Linked DNA regions of Mus musculus: region 2 is linked to region 1. Evidence: chromatin contacts called from public HiChIP or PLAC-seq data. All regions are on one chromosome and are shown on one strand. The core of a region is the stretch at or near the end of the contact, and the rest is flanking DNA. Distances in the headings are between cores, read along the strand shown.

Evidence for each region. HiChIP or PLAC-seq counts read pairs in DNA pulled down with a chosen protein or histone mark.
Region 2: an H3K27ac HiChIP or PLAC-seq map of embryonic stem cells shows a contact between it and region 1, with 15 read pairs. The contact joins the enhancer-like site here to the promoter of L1td1 in region 1. A contact is called at or near these places in 7 of 39 promoter capture datasets (cranial neural crest, embryonic stem cells, hippocampal neurons and 2 more), 2 of 15 datasets of contacts at CTCF or cohesin (both in embryonic stem cells), 21 of 484 Hi-C or Micro-C datasets (8-cell embryo, embryonic stem cells, extraembryonic ectoderm and 3 more), 19 of 115 datasets of contacts at active chromatin or transcription factors (differentiating embryonic stem cells, embryonic stem cells, epiblast stem cells and 3 more) and 2 of 9 other capture datasets (adipose tissue and pancreatic islet).

Annotation. Positions count from the first base shown.
Region 1 is chr4:98,725,429-98,728,583 of GRCm38.p6, reverse strand. It overlaps L1td1 (LINE-1 type transposase domain containing 1), which reads right to left and starts at 1,830. Exons shown (of 5, transcript NM_001081202.1): 1 at 1,744-1,830; 2 at 1,114-1,189.
Region 2 is chr4:98,838,762-98,842,115 of GRCm38.p6, reverse strand. No RefSeq gene overlaps it. Among named protein-coding and RNA genes, the nearest start is that of I0C0044D17Rik, 17 kb to the right of the region's middle. Within about 2 kb of position 1,390, at least 15 of the 459 cell types and tissues checked have an H3K27ac peak or open chromatin away from gene starts, as enhancers often do. A contact at or near this core is called in 8-cell embryo and embryonic stem cells, where this site is marked.

The sequences.
Region 1 (3,155 bases), core at 581-3,080:
TATCTTATTTTTTCCTCTTTAATTCCACCACTTAGGAGGTGGAGCTGAGGTGTCAGCCTCCGTCACATGACTAGGAGGACAGCTTGGACTCTGAGATTCTCCCAAAAGCACATTATCAAACCAAATCAGATACAAGATGAGAGATTGTTTTTTTTTAAATCCTTCTGTACTGCAGGTTAGATCCTGGGCACAAGCTATGCAGAGCGCCACCCGTCTGCGCTACATAGAGCCTAAACCACTAAGGCGGGAAGAGGGAGAGAATCCACAATCCTGAGGGAGGGGACTCAAAAAATAAAGAACTCGTTGCTAATTTGAAAATGCAGTGAGATAATAAACATTTGAAAAGAGGACAGACAATTGACAAGAGGAGCTAGGCAAAGGCCAAGGAAATGCAAATCCAAGAAGGCACTCCTCCTTCTCCCAGAGTCAGGAAGTCACGTCCTTCCCCCCACCCCCACCCCCCAGGCGTGAGTTGGTGGCGCACTGCTAAAATATCCGCTGTTTCCAAAGGTAGAGACGACGAGGAAGCACCCCGCCACTAAACTATTTAAAATGCAAATCAAGCTGCGGTGGAATGTGGTCTCAGCAGTTGGCTCAGTTATGCACCTTACCAGAAAGCTTAGGGATAAGCATCAGACTATATAGGATATTGGATGGGAAGAGAAAAAAAAGCTCACATACTTGTTCAACGTTTTGAGACAGGGTTTCACTAAAACAGTTCAAGAGAGCATTCAATGGTGCCTTTTTGCCTCAGACCTCAAAGGACCTATGTTTGTGCTTATTTTTTTATTTACCTGTCTACTTGAGTCGGGGTCTCTATATGGCCCTTGCTGTCCTGGACTTCAGTATGTAGTACAGGCTGGCATCGAACTCAAGTGATGCACCTACCTCGGTCTCCTAGCACTAGGTTCAAGGCCCGACTCATTTTATGCTTCAAACTCGGGGATTTAAACGATTCTAGGGGGGGGGGGGTCAACGCTCTCAAACATCCCGACACTAGGTTAAGAACCCTCCCTAAATTACACGCAACACCCACTCTCACTTCAATCCAAGACACTTGTCACATTCCAGAGGGACCTTCTCCGTGCCCTGCGAGCACACTCTGCAGCTTACCCAAATCTGCGCCTTCCCCAGGAAGGAACCAGCTCTCCTCAGGTCGGGATTGGTCTGTCCACGCGTTTCACAGCGCCTGGAATTAAGTGCGTAGCCCAGAAGTCAAGTTATGACTTACGTAGAAACCCACACGCCTATGACCAGTAAACGTTCTCAAATGTGCTTAAATAGTATCTGCAAGTTATCAACAAGGACACTGGGGTGGGCGTAAGGAGAAGGCGGCAAAAAGGGATCGAACACCCCGGATCCAAATTCAAGGTGGCAAAGAGAGGGCCCGAGGACGGTGGCTTCTGCCCTGTGTGTCAGGATTCAACAGACACCTTTAATGCCCGGTTTTCTAGCAAACTTTGTTAAGAAACTGATGGAAACTCCTTCCCAGTCAAAGACAGAGGAAAGCGTTTGAGGGTGGAGGCTGGGAAGGGGCTGAAAGCCGGGGTCCCCCAGGCTCTTAGCAGCCGCTCTAGCTCACCTCCGCCTTCGCGCAGCTGCCGCCCCGCTGTCTCATTGTCCCCCACTGTCACGGCACTCTCCGGGTGCAGGAGCAATTCTCACTGCCCACCCCAGGGCCGGCCAGGCAGAGCAGGGTGAGAAACACGGGGACATCTGGGGCTTAACCCTGAGCAGCCTTACCTGAGAGCCACGAGGTGCAGCCCTGAGGTCACACACGCTGACAAAAGCAGGGCTGGGCGTCTGACCGCAGGAGAGACTCGCTGGGTCTCATGCAGACTCCTCCCTTCCCTAGGCGAAGTTTGCAGGTTTCTAGGCCCAACCCCCTCGCCACCCGCTTCCTTAGCCCCCTCCCAAAACTCAGTGGGGGCCTGAGCCCGCAAGGCGTGGTGGCCCACGCCCAGAAGCCATACTCGCTAGGAGCCAGTTAGGGCGCAAATCAAAAAATGAAATAAAATAAAAATCGCCCAAACGCTGCTCTCTGGCCTCACGCTAGCCAGCACCCCTGTCCTGACTTCAGGGACAGAACCTCGGTGTCACGCCTTTCTTGAAGCCAGTTGATGATGTAGCCGACCTTCCGACACCTCTCAGAACCTTTCTCACTCTCCAGGGCCTTTGCACTAGCTTTCTCTATGTAACTTCTTTTCCCAGGTCTTGTTTTGAGAAAAATCTTCTCAACTTGTAATTCTACATGTAGCTAACTCCAAACTCCTTATCTTTTGGCCTCCACCTCCCTAGATAGTGGAGTGAGCCGAGTTGGGGGGGGGGGGCGGGCTCGAGGAGGGGCGAGGGGATTGTGCTAGGGACAAACCTTGTGTTTGCAAGGTTTTCCAACTGAATTGCACCACCAATCCGTACTTTCGCACTTCTTTCAAAGCTGACTTTGTTCCATCCCTAGGTCTCAGGTCAAAGATTAACTCCTCCGGGGATGGTGGCAGCACCTATAGACCTCCAGCTACCCTGAAGGCAGGAGTACCCCTTTGTGCATAGCAACTGGGGTTCCTTTGGGCATTGTAGTGAGACTTCTCTTTAAAAACAAAACCAAAGATCTTTAAGTGGCCTCATTTAAAGTTCGTGTAAGTGAACTATCTTTCTTTCTTTCTTTCTTTCTTTCTTTCTTTCTTTCTTTCTTTCTTTCTTTCTTTCTTTCTTTCTTTCTTTCTTTCTTTCAAGTACACCATAGCTGTGTTCAGACACACACCAGAAGAGGGCATCTGATCTCATTACAGATTTTTGTGAGCCACCATGTGGTTGCTGGGATTTGAACTTAGAAACTCTGGAAGAGCAGGCAGTGCTCTTAACCGCTGAGTCATCTCTCCAGCCCATAAGTGAACTTTTAACTGTCCTAAAGAAGACACACTGTCTCCAACCACAAAGCTCTTTGATAGTCCTCTGTCCTCCTTACCCCCACCTAGTGGAGATAATGCCTTGCTACTCAGCCCAAGCTCTCCTTACACTTCCTGTGTAGCTGAGATTGACCTCAGACTCCAGGCCGTTTTAGCCAACCACGAGCTGGGATTGAGGCTGCACCCTAGGCTTTGTTTCATTCACCCGGTTCCTAATTCCCAATGATCAGGAGCCAAATGTGTTCAATT
Region 2 (3,354 bases), core at 141-2,640, 110 kb before region 1:
AACTATTTGCAACTGGCAAAATTATGTCCCTGCTAGAGCACAAGACAAATCATAGTCAGCTGTTGTTAATCTGAAGCAGTTCCATATCCCACACCTGGGATAAAAACGAAAACACATTCTTAGAATATTTGGTTTTTTTGTTTGTTTGTTTGTTTGTTTTTAAGAAACCAAACTGCCGGGCGGAGGTGGTGCACGCCTTTAATCCCAGCACTTGGGAGGCAGAGACAGGCAGATTTCTGAGTTCAAGGCCAGCCTGGTCTACAAAGTGAGTTCCAGGACTCACTTTGTTGTTGTTCTTCCTACAGGGTTGCAAACGGTCCTTCAGGTCCTTCAGTCCTTTCTCTAACTCCTCCATTGAGGACCCTGGGTCGAGTGGTTGGCTTGGAGCATCCACCTCTGTATTTGTCAGGCACTGGCAGAGCCTCTCAGAAGACACAGCATGCACTTCTTTTCGAGACAGGGTTTCTCTGTGTAGCCCTGGCTGTCCTGGAGCTCACTTTGTAGACCAGGCTGGCCTCGAACTCAGAAATTCGCCTGCCTCTGCCTCCCAAGTGCTGGGATTAAAAGCGTGCGCCACCACGCCCGGCTGGCCTTCCTTCTTCTTGAGCTTCATGTGGTCTGTGATGACTTTTTCTTTTGTGTAGAGTCACAGCATGGCTGTCAATCATCCTCTGCCATCTCAGGGGTGGTCTAAATTAACACATGCAGGCATCCCAGTAGCAGGCAGTATTTTTAGAAGCAACTCAGGCAATGGAAATCCTATGGAAGAAGGGGAGTATCCCACAATTACCAGAAAGTCTTGCCCACCTTAGGTCATTATGGACCATTTTGAGGTCAAAGCAGTTCTTTTTCTGCCCTAAGGCCAGCCAGTTTAACGAAAGACCCTAGGACCTTGAAAGGGCAGCTCTGGGTAGAACAGGTTGGTATGTTCCATTTTGAAGTTTCAGTGCCTATGGTACAAACCTGGTGCTTACTAAGGATTCTTCTGTCTCCAGAAATAGTACACCAGGTGCACAGCCACTTACGACAAAAGCCTCTGCCCCTCTCTCTTTTCCACCAAAACCCAAGTTCCAAATGAACCCTGTTTGCTTTGTCCTTCATAATGCAAGCCACGCGGGGACCCACAGCACCGGTACTCTGTGCTTTTCTCCATCCCGCTGAGCACCATCCTACGATGCTCTAAAGCCCTGCTCAGCCCACATTGTGCATGGGCTTTATGAATTAACCTACTCTCTAAAGTGTATTTACAGCCGGAAAACAAATCATTGCAGCACTCTGACTGAGGTCGATTGGATACACCTCACGGCAAAGAGTGGGAGTCAGTGGATGCAGACCCTCTCAGCAGAGGTCAAGCTCGGCTCTGCCTCTTGGTTTAGCTCCCATTGTGTGGAGGTGTGCAGCTCTGCCAGTTGGTTTAGCTTCCATTGTGTGGAGCTGTGCCCTTCTGTGAAGTGTCTGGAGCTGAGGGTTTTGCCTCTTTGTGTTTTTTGTCGTTGATTCCCCTATTGAAGCCGCCAGAGGGTTGGGCTGAAGCACTGTGCTGAAGTGTAGGGACACCATAAGTACCTTCTAGAAAGTGAGTGAGTGTTGGGCCGGCTTTGTTCAGACCTTAGCGCTCTTTCAGTTCACTGCTAACAAAACGAGGTACGTTGAAGGAGGTATCTTTTATCTGAAACACACAAGGCAGTGTTGTGTGTTTGTCACTTGATGAAAACATTGTGACAGGGACACTAATCTTGGTTTCCCCCAGGAGACACTTGCAGCCTTTGCAAGTCAGTGCTTGCAGTGACTTTATTGGAAGTGACTATTGCCAATGGTGACAATTGATCTGTCATCATTCTCAAAGCAAGGATGAAAAAAATCAATGAAGGCCAAAGCTGCCTTTCCTGCCTTTGCAATGCCAGGCAGATAGTAGGTTCTCAATAAATACATGAATGAATAAATGAATGAATGAATGAATGAGAAGACACTTTGGATACCTTCATTTTCTTATACTTTTGGTTGTGAGCCTAGTCTTGAATAACTGAGCCATCTCTTCAGCCCAGACATCTCCCACAAAATTAATTAGCCATCTCCATCATCTTTGGCAGTATGTGAGAAATCACAGCATTTTCAAACCATGTTACATTGTAGAGAACTTGAAATATAGTTAACATTTATTTATTTTACCGACTTTTTTATTAGATATTTTCTTTATTTACATTTCAAATGTTATCCCCTTTCCTGGTTTCCCCTCCTTTCGGAAACCCCCTATCGCCTCCCCTGCTTCTCCTGCTCACCAACCCACCCATTCCTTCTTCCTGGCCCTGGCATTCCCCGTCACAGGATCAAGGGCCTCTCCTCCCATTGATGACTGAATTGATGACTGATAGTTAGCATTTATGGTCTTTAAATGCACCATCACACTTGGCTTAATTATTATTCTTTCCCACCCACGTTTTAAAGATTTATGTATTTATTATATGTAAGTACACTGTAGCTGTCTTCAGACCTACCAGAAGAGGGCGTCAGATCTCATTACAGATGGCTGTGAGCCACCATGTGGTTGCTAGGATTTGAACTCAGGACCTCTGGAAGAGCAGTCAGTGCTCTTAACCACTGAGCCATCTCTCCAGCCCGGCTTAATCATTCTTAACACAGGATCTGACTTTATAGCCCAGACTGTCTTGGAATTCATCGAGCCTCTGCCTCTCAAATTGTAGGATTAGCGGATGAGTTATCAACTCAGTGTAAGGTTCTTACATACTTTTGTGCTAGGTACTTTGATAGCCTGGGCAGATCTATAGACCTTTCCCAGAATGTGTTAATGTTTATTATTTTAAATGCAGGAAACAGAACCAGGCGATTTCAAAAGAACTCATGCACTGGCTAAATTTGTGTGTCAGTTTGGCACAAGCTAGAGTCATCAGAGAGAAAGGAGCCTCAGTTGAGGAAATGCCTCCATGAGATCCAGCTGTAAGGCATTTTCTCAATTAGTGATCAATGGGGAAGAAGTTGTACAGCCCCTGGTGGGTGGTGCTATCCCTGGGCTGGCGGTCTGGGTTCTATAAGGAAGCAGACTGAGTAAGCTAGGGGAAGCAAGCCAGTAAGCGGTAAGTAGAGGGAATGTAGTTGGTGTTCATGGGAGCCCCCAGTTAACTGTTACGGTCACTGTAATAAATATACTAGTGTGGCTACTCCTTAGCATCATTGGCTTCTTGTCCTGCTCTTTAACCTTTTCTTTGTGTGCATGTCTCTGCTATGGTTACATCATCAGCAAAGGACCTTACTGAGCCAAGCTGATGCCAAGGGCATTGCCCTGGGCCTCCAGACCCCTGAAATGCATACACTTCTTTTCTTTACTTAATTAGCCTT